Regions from separate parts of the Sus scrofa genome. Here regions 1, 3 and 4 are each linked to region 2. The links are chromatin contacts, called in public Hi-C and HiChIP or PLAC-seq maps. All regions are on one chromosome and are shown on one strand. The core of a region is the stretch at or near the end of the contact, and the rest is flanking DNA. Distances in the headings are between cores, read along the strand shown. Region 1 holds the start of TARDBP (TAR DNA-binding protein 43). Region 2 holds the start of MTOR (serine/threonine-protein kinase mTOR). Region 3 overlaps MASP2 (mannan binding lectin serine peptidase 2). Region 4 holds the start of EXOSC10 (exosome component 10).

Region 1 (2,700 bases), core at 111-2,610, 200 kb after region 2:
TTGTTTTTCTTAAAAGGAAAAGAGAAAGACGAATGACCAACACGTGTGTCATAGTAACTGTCTCTTTCCATCAGCTGATTAATACCCCTGCCAGGTCATTGTTCTACGACTTGCAGAAAAACTCTCGGTGCTGGGCTTCTTACACCTGTTGGTTATCGCCCCAAAATGGGGAGGTGAAAACAAGGGGGTGAAATGCCTTGCTAGTTCCATCACTGAGGATTCGACAAGTGCCTACTATGCATCGGGGGTTACAACTATTAACTCTGAAGCCACAGTCCCAGGTGGCAGGCTGGGTGCAAAGGGGAGAGAGGAAGCAAGAGAAAAACAGCAAACAAGTAATTACCTAATTACAATCGGGATATATGCTACCCGACAGAAAGAACGAACCTCGGGGGCTGGGGTGAGACTGGGCAGGGACACGCGTTGTCAAAGTAGAGTCTCCTGAGAAAGCGATGCAGGAGCCGAAACTTGAGGACTGAACAGGAGCGGCGAGCCAGGGGCAGAGAGCAGGGGAAAAGTTCCTCCCTGTCAAATGTGCGAACTTCCGACGGCTCTCCCAACTTGAGCCCTAAGGACGGCGGCGACAGGTCCTCGGCGACACGGGCCGCCACCTCCCAGAAGCCCGTGCGTGACGGCTGAGGGAGGAGTTTTTAAGCGTGGCCCGGGGTGGGACCGCCGGAGCATCAGGCCTAGACGTTGTCCTCCCGAGTGCAAAGCACGAAGGCACAAAGCAGGGCCCGGGCCGGGAAGCCAGGCCAAACCTCTGCCTCCGGCGGCTCGGCTCTGCGGGCCCAGCGTCTCTGCTTCGGCGCCGGCTGCCACCCTGCGCCAGACCCCTAACGTCGCTCCCGCGCGAGTCCGCTCCGCCAGGATCGAGGCGGGCCCGGCCCCACGGCTCCCTTCCCGGGACGGGGGCCGAAGCCGCCGCGTCCGCTTAGGCTGACCCACTATAGGGCGGAGGCACACAGGGCGTCCCAGTGAGAAGCGTCCGCCACTCACCTGCTAGGCCGCTGCTAGGAAGCCCGACAGGGAAACCGAAACAGCGAGGAATCCAAGAGCAGCCCAGCGACCACTTCGCTCCCACAAAATGGCGCTAGGGCCGCCTCCCCCCGCCTCTGGCCGTCGTCCCCTCCCACCGGCTCCCCGTCGAGAGGGGGGGATCGCCGCACAGAGCCACACAGCCCTCTCCCCAGAGAGTCAGGAACCCATCTGCGCGGTCTGAGCATACGAAACGGATACCACGGTTAAAAAGAAGGCTAGCATCTGGGCCTGAAGAGCTAATAATGGAAAAAATGTGGCTGCGCAGGCTTTTAGCTACCCCCACGTAGCGTAATAGATGGCTTCGCCCGACCAACCGCCGGCCCTGGGTCTCGGCCGGAGCTCGCGCATTTTAAAAGTGCGCGAGACTAACGCAAGGGCTGGGCCGGACCAGGGGGCGGGGTGGGAGGCGGGGCCACGAGGGGCGGGGCACCAAGGGGGCGTGTCCTGGGCCCTCTGGACCCTCCCGAGACTGGGGAGGGTAGGCGCGGCCAAGACCTTTCAAATCCAAAAAGCCGGGCAGATACATCCTCTCCAGTTTCCCCGAGCCTCTGCACCTGGAGAGAATAACTTTGGTTCTAAAAAATAGCAATAATAGCGGAGGTCCCGTAATGGCTCAGCGGAAACGAATCTGAATAGCATCCATGTGGACGCAGGTTCGATCCCTGGCCTCGCTCAGTGGGTTAAGGACCCAGCGTTGCTGTGGCTGTAGCGTAGGTCAGTGGCTCCAGCTCCAATGTGACCTCTAGCCCTGGAACCTCCATATGCCGCGCGTGCGGCCCTAAAAAGACAAAAAAAATCAAAATAATAGCAATATTAGCTCATACTATGTACTGAGAAGTTCCTAAGTCCTCACATATTTAATTGCCCCAACAGTCTCGTGTGGGCGTGGTAGGTGCATATACGGTGAGGGGAAACCGAGGCACAGAGAGGATCAATATCTTGCTAAATAAGGCCACGCAGGTAGTAAATGGTGAACCAGGGAGTTGACCCCTAACCTTAATGCCAACATATTCCAGCTAAAGTAACCTAGTGTACTTCATCTATTTGAAGACAAACTTTTTGTTTCACATTTCTGAAATCATTATGTGATTTCAGCTCCAGTTCCACTGATGATATGTCCTAGTTTAACTGGCAACAGTCTTAATTTCCCAGTGTACCAGGGTATCAGATTCAATGAAATGCAGTAATAGCAAAGTGCTCCATAGTTAATGCATTAACTCATTTAATTCTCACAATAACCCCATAAGGTAGGTGCCATTGTTATCATTCCTATTTTATTTTATTTCAATTTAAAAATTTGTTTGGCTGCCCTGTGGCATATGGGCCAGGGGTCATATCCAAGCTGCAGTTGTGACCTGTGCTGCAGGTGCAGCAACGCTGGATCCTTTAACCCACTGTGCCAGGCTGGGGGTCGAACTTGTACCCTGGTGCTGCAGAGATGCTGCCGATCCCACTGCAACACAATGGGAACTCCTCATTCCTGTTTTAAAGAGGGGGAAACTGAGGCCCAGAGGTTAAGTAACCTTGCCCGGGCTCACAGGGCTGGTAGATAGTGGAACTGGAATTTGAATCCTGGAAGTCTGGCTCTGGAGTGGGTGCCTCCTGCTTCTTACAGACTCACAGGGAATAAATATTAAGTCCTGCATATCCATCTCTGAT
Region 2 (2,700 bases), core at 19-2,518:
GTGAGGTTTCGGTAATAGGAATGCATATTTTATTTAATCGGATTCCTATTATAAGATACAGGAATTTTTAAAGTTTATTGCAATAGACCATGCTTTAAAAAAAAAAAAATGAGATGTCAAATTTATTTTTGCTATTTTTTTTTTGTTTTGTTTTGTTTTTTTGCTTTGAAGGACCACATATGGAGGTTCCCAGTCTAGGGGTTAAGCAGAGCTACAGCGCCAGCCTATGCCACAGCCACACCAGATCCGAGCCATGTCTGGAACCTACACCACAGCTCACGGCAATGCCAGATCCTTAACCCACCGAGCGAGGCCAGGGATCGAACCCGCAACCTCATGGTTCCCAGACGTATTCGTTTCCATTGCAGCCACAAGGGGAACTCCTGCTATTGATTTTAGAAAGCTTTTTTTTTTTTTTTTTTTTTTTTTTTTTTTTTTTGTCTTTTTGCCATTTCTTGGGCCACTCCCCAGGCTAGGGGTCCAATCGGAGCTGTAGCCACCGGCCTACGCCAGAGCCACAGCAACGCGGGATCCGAGCCGCGTGTGTGGCCTACACCACAGCTCATGGCAACGACGGATCGTTAACCCACTGAGCAAGGGCAGGGATCGAACCCGCAACCTCATGGTTCCTAGTAGGATTCGTTAACCACTGCGCCACGACGGGAACTCCTAGAAAGCATGTTTTTAAAATGATCCTGCTTTGAAATTATTTATGAGTAACCCATTTAGCTAAAACTTGTCTATGGTTTCTTGCGAAAGATCTTACGACCTAGGTAATTTTGGAAAAGTGGGGAAATCCAAAAGCGCTTTCAAATGCGTATTTAACAAAAGAGAAATCACGAGTGCACAAGAAATGCTAGTCAGAAACTTCCACGTCTTTTACTCTAGTAACTATAGTGCGCAGGCATCGCTAAACTTTGATCTTGAAGATTAAACGCGGCGGGTTCTCGAGCCACGGTCTACTGCCTCGTGGTCCCAATCCCGCGGTACCCAGGCGGCGGACTCGGCGTGGCCACAGCCCAGGTGCTGAGGGGAAATATACTAGCGATGCACCGGATGTGTGCGTGGAAGTGACTGAAGTCAACTCACCAGCGATTGGTTTTTTCGAGAGGATCTAAGCTTTATTTCGCCTGCCACTGGCCACAGGGTTTGTCTATTTGAATAGTCTCCGCCCCGCGGAGAAGCCGGGTCCTGAAGCTTCACTTCTCCTTCATTACTATTGGTCTCCATTCCAGTCCATCTTCTTCTTGCGCCCATCGATTGGTCCTTTGTGTTGGGAGACTGCCCTCCCTCCCGCCCGGCTTAGAGGACAGCGGGGAAGGCGGGTGGTGGGGCTGGGGGCCTGAAGCAGTGGAACCGGCGCTGGTGGCGGCAGCTGAGCCCTCGGCCGAAGCCGCGCGGTGAGTCTGGGGCCTGGCACCGACCCCTCCAAGGCGGTGGAATGTCCAGACCCACGGCCAACCTGGTCCGTGGGGGGACCCCCAGGAAGTCGTGCGTTTGAGACGTGGGGTCCCCTCAGTACTGGCCCAAAGGACTTGGGCGCCGCCGGAGCCCTTGACCCCCGCGAGGCAACGCCCACCTCCTCCCGGATCCCCAGGAAACCCCCGGACCCTTTAGCTCACGCTATGTCTCTGGCGCCGTGAAGGCGGGCCCATGAGCTCCTGTATTGCTGGGGAGCATTTGGGTCGCCTTGCGCATCAGTCACCCCTATGAGCCACCTACCGATTGGCCTCCGAGAGGACCAGCGTCAGTGTCAGCCCCTTTAGCTCCACCGTGGAGACCTCTCAAGCACCCATTTCGCAGAGCTGAGCTGGGTTCCATCCCTGAGCTTCATCTCCTCTGCTTCCCCCGCCCCCATCCCTAGTTTCAGCCACCTGACGTTAACTTGTGTAAGCCCTCGCCAAGACCCTTAAGATAGATATTTCACTCCTAGTATTTTGACTTCTGCCTGGAGGCCTTAGACCTTATTAAGATATACTGGTTCCTTCCTTCGACTGGAAATTCTTTGCCAGCCTCCCTCCCCCTCGTCATAGACAAGCACCACACACTCTGTAGTAGTTTTCCCATTTGGAGCCCTTGGGTTTCCTCTCTCCTGAAGTTTGACACTTCCTTCTGCAGTCTTTGCACCCTTTCAGAACCAATTAGTCCCTGGTTTTTTTGTTTGTTTGTTTGTTTTTTCCTGCATTTCACAAATTCTTTCAAAAACAAGAATTTTGAAAATTTGATTTTCTAATATAATCAGGACATACCCTAGGATAGGTGTATATGTTACGGCCGTCGCAGTCTGGGCCGAGTTCTGTTATGGCCACTTTATTGTGGTTGCCGGATTGTCTGTACTTCCTCCTAGACTGTAAGCTTGCTGAGGGGAGGGGCAATACATAATTGTGGAACAAATGCCTGATCTCAGGAACTAATTAGTCTTTTTTTAGCTTACATTCCAAGTACTAGTCTTTATGGAACTGCGCTGTCCAATACAACAACCACAGGTGGCTTAGAGCACTTGAAAATGTTGAAATTGCTAAGTTGAAATTGCAGTAAGTGGAGTTTCCATTGGGGCGCAGCAGAAATGAATCCGACTAGTATCCATGAGGATGTAGGTTCGATCCCTGGCCTCACTCATTGGGTCAGGGATCCTATGTTGCCATGAGCTGTGGTGTAGGTGACACACACGGCTAGGATCCCATGTTGCTATGGCTGTGG
Region 3 (2,700 bases), core at 40-2,539, 180 kb after region 2:
TCTGTAAAGGAGGAAAAAATAAGTTTCCCTCTGCCCTCCCAAATTCTTGGCTGCGAACAAGACAGATTTACCAGAAAAACAAACAGAAATTTATGAACACGTCTGTCTCATGTGGACATGGGGGTAACCCAAGGGGAAATGACGATGTCTCAGGGGTGGCTTGGATCTCAGTCCTCGATGCCATCTTTAGCTAAAGACCAAAGAGAGAACGGGGACAGGTGTGGGGGGTGGCCGGGAAAGTGCGGTGAACAAGAGTCAGGTTTGTTGTGTGGATTGAAGACCCCGCCTTCTCCTTGTAGGGGTTTCTTCTGATGTAGTCACCCTTCTCCTGGTACGGAGCTGGAGACGCTCTTACAAACGGATATTTCCTATGTAAATGTAAATTACCCTTAGGGTAATTTTTACACTGTTTTCAGAGTTTCTCTGGCGTCTGCTGTTTCACAAAATAGCTCAAAATACAGTTGGCCTCCCACTTCCCCGGATACAGACAACTGACACTCTGCGATTTTATATAAAGGACTTGAGCATCTGCAGATTCGGGCATTCATGGGGCACCTGGAACCAGTCCCCCGCAGATACTGAGGGGCAAGTATCATCCTTATGCCAAAGAGGCATATTTTGGAGTGGAGTGCCATATCCTGCCGCCCTCCCCTCCCACCCTTCCATCCTTCCATCCTACGGACGTACCCCAGGCTCTGTGTGGCAAATACTTCATGCCTCTGCCCTCAGTCTGGCTACAGCAAAGTGACCACAGCCCTGTGACAAGCACAGCCAAGCAGGCGTGTGAGAGTCCAGAGTCCAGAGGGGGGACCGGCCCAGGCAGGGGCTACAAGCTAAGGAACATATCCTGGGACGGGAAATGCTAGAGACTGGATTTGAAGGATGAGTAGGTATTGGAGGAAGGTGGAAGGGTGTCCTAAGCGCAAGGGAAGGGCATGTGCCAAAGCCCAGAGGCTCCACCTTTCTGGGCGTGGAGCTGTAGAGGCTGTGATGCGCTGGCTCCGGACCTGGAGGCCTGGACAGGGCGTCTGAGCTGGGGCTTTCCTCGCTGCCCTCCTGGGCTGCCTCCGCCTCTTCCTCACGACGGACCCTCAAACCCTGGCAAGTAACCCTCAGCCTAGGGCTCCCCACTGGCGCTGCCTCCTTAGTCACAAGCTCCATACCCCACCTTCCCGGCACCGACCTCTAGCCATGTCTGTCCCTCTCCGCACTCTCAGCCAACGGGTCTCTCAGGTCATCTTTGGAAGGACAGAGTCACTGAGCTGGGGAGGCAGTAACTAGAGACAGCAGAACAGCCAAGGCCCCGAGCTGGGCTCAGAGCCAGAGCCAGGTCAGCTGCCCAGCTTGTGTCCTTCCTGGACACATGACATAGAACCTCTTACATCACTTTTCTGAGACTTAAGGTCCCAGCCATGCCATGAACAGCCTAGGAAGGTGGGTCCTCGGGGCTTCACGCAGGAAAAGCCAGAGCACGGCTTGTGCGTGGAGGAGGCACTGGGAGTACTTTCAAGAGTGAGGAAATCGGAGCAGTTCCCGTCATGGCGCAGCAGGAACGAACCCGGCTGGCATCCATGAGGACACGGGTTCGGTCCCTGGCCTCGATCAGTGGGTTAAGGATTCGGTGTTGCCGGGAGCTGTGGTGTAGGTTGTGGATGCAACTCAGATCTGCATTGCTGTGGCTGTGGTGGAGGCCGGCAGCTACAGCTCTGATTCGACTCCTAGCCTGGGAACTGCCATGTACCCCGGGTGTGGCCCTAAAAAGACCAAAAAATAAAGTAAAAATGAGGAAGCTAGATTAGAGAAGATTAAGTCGGGAGTGCGGGGTCAGAGGGTGAGGCCAGTACCTTGGGAGCATTTCATTTGCCTCCTGTTCATTTTGAAAGGCTTCCGTTTTCCTGGGGCCCAAGTAAGAAAACTGCTAAAACTGAAGTGCTCCTTTCCGTGTGAGCCAGAGGGAGGAGGCAGGCTTGCCAGGCTGGTGTGCGGGAAGGGCCTGGGGACAGAGCCTGGAGATGTGTGTGAAGGAAGCAGGGCCTGGCGGGGGCCCCCTGGGGCGTCCCTGGAGATGGGTTCCTTGTGGGGAGACATTGAGGCTGCTGGGGGCAGGCAGTCAGCCCAGGACACACAGATCCTGTGGAGGAAGCAATTTTTTGTCTTTTTAGGGACTCAGCATATGACCTGTGTGTGCTGAGCGGTGGCCTTGGGGGATGGATGACCTCAGGGTGACAACAGGCCAGGACTTGGGGGCCAAAGTGGAAGTCAGTCCTGAGCCCCGTGCTCACCAGGGAGGAGGCTCAAGGCTTCCCGAGTGCCCGTCTGGACTGGATCTCCGATGGCTGAGGGTTAGCCCCAAACCCCTCTAAGAAAGTGCCTTTTAGGAGTTCCTGTTGTGGCTCAGTGGGTTAAGAACCCGCCATAGTGTCGGTGAGGATGTGGGTTTGATCCCTGGCCTCAATCTGTGGGTTAGGGATCTGGCTTTGCTGCAAGTTGTGGTGTAGGATTTAACCCCTAACCAGCGTGCTTCCATATGCTGCAGGAAAAAAAAAAAAAGAGAGAGAGAGAAGAAAACGAGTGCCTTTTAGGAGTTCCCACTATGGCTTAGCAGGTTAAGGATCTGGCATTGTCTCTGTGGTGGTGTGGGTTTGATCCCTGGCCCGGCAGCAGTGGGTTAAGGACCTGGCATTGTGCAAGCTGGTGGCC
Region 4 (2,700 bases), core at 27-2,526, 130 kb after region 2:
AAGACGAAAAAAAAAAAAATGTTAAAGCTGGGGAGTTCCCTGGTGGCTCAGCAGGTTAACATCCAGTGTTATTACTGCTGTGGTGAAAGTTCAATCCCGGGCCCAGGAACTTCTGCATGCTGCAGATGAGGCCAAAAATAAATAAATAAATAAAAATACCTAGTTTCAGGAGTTTCCTGGTGGCTCAGCAGATTAAGGATTTTGTGTTGCTACTACTGTGGAGCAGGTTCAATTCCTGGCCTGGAAACTTCCACAAGTCACAAGTGTGGGAAAAGAAAAAAAAAAATTCTGGAATTCCTGTTGTGGCTCAGCAGTAATGAGGCCGACTAGTATCCAAGAGGATGTGGGTTTGATTCCTGGCCTCACTCAGTGAGTCGGGGATCCAGCATTACCATGAGTTGTGGTATGGGTCCAGATGCAGCTCGGATCTGGCCTTGCTGTGGCTGTGGTGTAGGCCAGCAGCTGCAGCTCCAATTCGATCCCTAGCCTGGGAACCTCCATAGCCCTAAAAAGCAAAAAAAAAAAAAAAAAAAAAAAATCTCAACTCCATCTCATAGCACCTGTGTGACTTTGGACAAGTTACTTAATCTCTGTGCTTATTTCCTCCTCTGAAAGTATGGTCTACTCCCTAAGATTGTTTTGATGATGAGATTATCCATGTAAACCAATCAGTACAGCCTGACATGTGGTATTAGGCTGAACCATATGAAATAAGTGCTCCAAATATTAGCTGTTAAAATGAATTAGGCTAGGCCTTTGTTCTGCCAGGATACCTTTGTACCTGATTGCTGGGAAGAGTGAAAAACAAGTCTTCTGTTAATAGGATTTAAGCTAACATTTATTGAACACTTACTAAGCCAAACGATTGTATTAAGCATGTGTCACCCCTGATCTTAGGAGAGAGGATACACCCTACCCAGCTTGGAACTCACTCCTGAAACCCACCCCCTGAGCTGCCTCAATCCCGTCTCCCTCCTAACAAGAGCTCAATCCCTCAAGAGAGGTTCCAGCGGTATAGATCCGGAGGAATATCTGGCTAGAGGAGCTGGAGAGCATTGGAGGTAAACACAGTGGGAGCACAGAGCGGGTATTTTCCGGTAGTTTACCTGTAAAGGGCAAGAAAAAACGTGATGGTGCCTGGGAGGAGTGTGGGGTTGAGTTTCCTGTTTTGTCTTTTTCTTTGGGAGAGATGCCGGTAAACTGGTAGGCTGCGAAGAATGAACCAGCGGCGAGGAAAAAGATGACACAGAGAGGGGATGAAAGGAGCAAGACCTTCGTGGGGCGGGGAGCTGCCTTTATTTTGTTTGTTTGTTTGTTTGTTTGTTTGTTTTGCCTCGCCGGCCGGCATGTAAAAATTAGTTCCCAGGCTGGGATCAAACCCGCAACAACGCAGGATCCTTAACCCGCTGCACCACAAGGGAACTCTGGGAGGAGCTGGCCTTAATTAAGAATAACTGGATCCCCCAGGTCCCACCGAAAATCACTGGGTTGTTGGCATGAAATAATACGAGGTTAAAGAAAAACTCCGTGGGTGAGCTGCTCAGAACCGACACTGCGCCCCTCCACCCCAACTCACAGTCCTCCGCTCCCCACCAGGGACGGCGGCCTTTGCACATGCGCAGTTAGTACTCGTCGCGTTGGCCGAGGCAGTATCGCGAGAAAAGCCGTGAGAGCCGGAAAAATGGCGCCTCCCAGTCCCCGAGAGCCCAAGGCCCCGTCGGCGAAGAGCGCGTCCAAGTCTGATGGGGAGATGGTACTACCGGGCTTCTCGGACGCAGATAGCTTCGTGAAGGTGAGTTCGTGAGGCCTCGGCTGCTGCGGGAGCCGCTAGCGGCTGACTGGAGGCAGGCCTGGGCCCTCTCGGCGGCCAGCCGGCGGTACCCACGCCGCAGCGGAGCCCCGGGCTGGGGGCGGTCAAGGGGCCACTGCCCACTCCGGGCACAGTAGTCTGTCACTTCACCCTCTGGGGATGGGATCTCGCATGCGAACACTGAGGGACGCCCGACTTCCCAGGGTCCTTGCTTTGCCGTTTGGTCCTATGCTGGCCCACGTCTCCGCGTGGTGGGAAGGGCTTCCTTGTCATCCCGATGCCCCTAGTCCTCGCGACCTCAACCCCGCCCAGGCCTGAGCCACCCAGCCACGCCTCCGAAGAGATTCGGCCGCTTTAAGCTTCCCACGCTTGCCCGCGTCCTCCCTTCCCGCGGCGGGGACCGCCCTTCTTGCCTCCCCTGAAGTCCAGTCCTACATAATCCCAAACCCTAGCTGTAACATCATCTGTTACAGCTGCCACCGAGGGTCCCTCCTGTAGGTGCCATAGAACATTTATCAATGCTTCCATAGAGGAACACAGAAAAGAGTTTATTTAGACTAGTTTCTGGGCTACTAACCATGGTCCTGATTGTGCGGCTCGTTTGCTGCCACGTACCCGACCGTGGTTCAAGTTCCCACCTTTCTCTTCCTTTTTTTCCCCCTTGGAAAATATTTATTACACAACTTATAGTGATGTCGTCGGCCTTCGTATGACAAACCATCATTTACCTATGACAGTCCCTTCAGTTTTTTTTCTCATTCCCACACAACAATTAAAATAGAGACCTGCTTTGCCCTGACTGAACCATGAATACAAGCCCAGCTGTGGACAGTAGTGTAGGCATTATAAATTGGTCATCCAAAAGATCTAAAATATTCTTACATTGTTTT

The links. A called contact is a pair of places that touch in the nucleus more often than the background predicts. HiChIP or PLAC-seq counts read pairs in DNA pulled down with a chosen protein or histone mark.
Region 1: a Hi-C map of liver shows a contact between it and region 2, with 2.4 times the contacts expected there. The contact joins the promoter of TARDBP here to the promoter of MTOR in region 2. A contact is called at or near these places in 1 of 5 promoter capture datasets (liver), 4 of 47 Hi-C or Micro-C datasets (heart right ventricle, liver and mesenteric adipose tissue) and 1 of 2 datasets of contacts at active chromatin or transcription factors (alveolar macrophages).
Region 3: a contact with region 2 is called in an H3K27ac HiChIP or PLAC-seq map of alveolar macrophages. The contact joins the enhancer-like site here to the promoter of MTOR in region 2. A contact is called at or near these places in 1 of 5 promoter capture datasets (liver), 4 of 47 Hi-C or Micro-C datasets (embryonic fibroblasts, fetal heart ventricle, liver and 1 more) and 1 of 2 datasets of contacts at active chromatin or transcription factors (alveolar macrophages).
Region 4: an H3K27ac HiChIP or PLAC-seq map of alveolar macrophages shows a contact between it and region 2. The contact joins the promoter of EXOSC10 here to the promoter of MTOR in region 2. A contact is called at or near these places in 1 of 47 Hi-C or Micro-C datasets (heart right ventricle) and 1 of 2 datasets of contacts at active chromatin or transcription factors (alveolar macrophages).

What each region holds. Positions count from the first base shown.
Region 1 is chr6:71,212,244-71,214,943 of Sscrofa11.1, reverse strand. TARDBP (TAR DNA-binding protein 43) reads right to left here and starts at 1,360. Exons shown (of 8, transcript XR_002344898.1): 1 at 1,000-1,360; 2 at 1-8.
Region 2 is chr6:71,411,481-71,414,180 of Sscrofa11.1, reverse strand. MTOR (serine/threonine-protein kinase mTOR) reads left to right here and starts at 1,268. Exons shown (of 58, transcript XM_003127584.6): 1 at 1,268-1,400.
Region 3 is chr6:71,233,865-71,236,564 of Sscrofa11.1, reverse strand. The region is part of intron 5 of MASP2 (mannan binding lectin serine peptidase 2); the gene reads left to right. Among named protein-coding and RNA genes, the nearest start is that of MASP2, 7.8 kb to the left of the region's middle. Within about 2 kb of position 1,289, at least 7 of the 83 cell types and tissues checked have an H3K27ac peak or open chromatin away from gene starts, as enhancers often do. A contact at or near this core is called in alveolar macrophages and liver, where this site is marked.
Region 4 is chr6:71,281,378-71,284,077 of Sscrofa11.1, reverse strand. EXOSC10 (exosome component 10) reads left to right here and starts at 1,276. Exons shown (of 26, transcript XM_013998976.2): 1 at 1,276-1,792. The coding sequence starts at 1,682.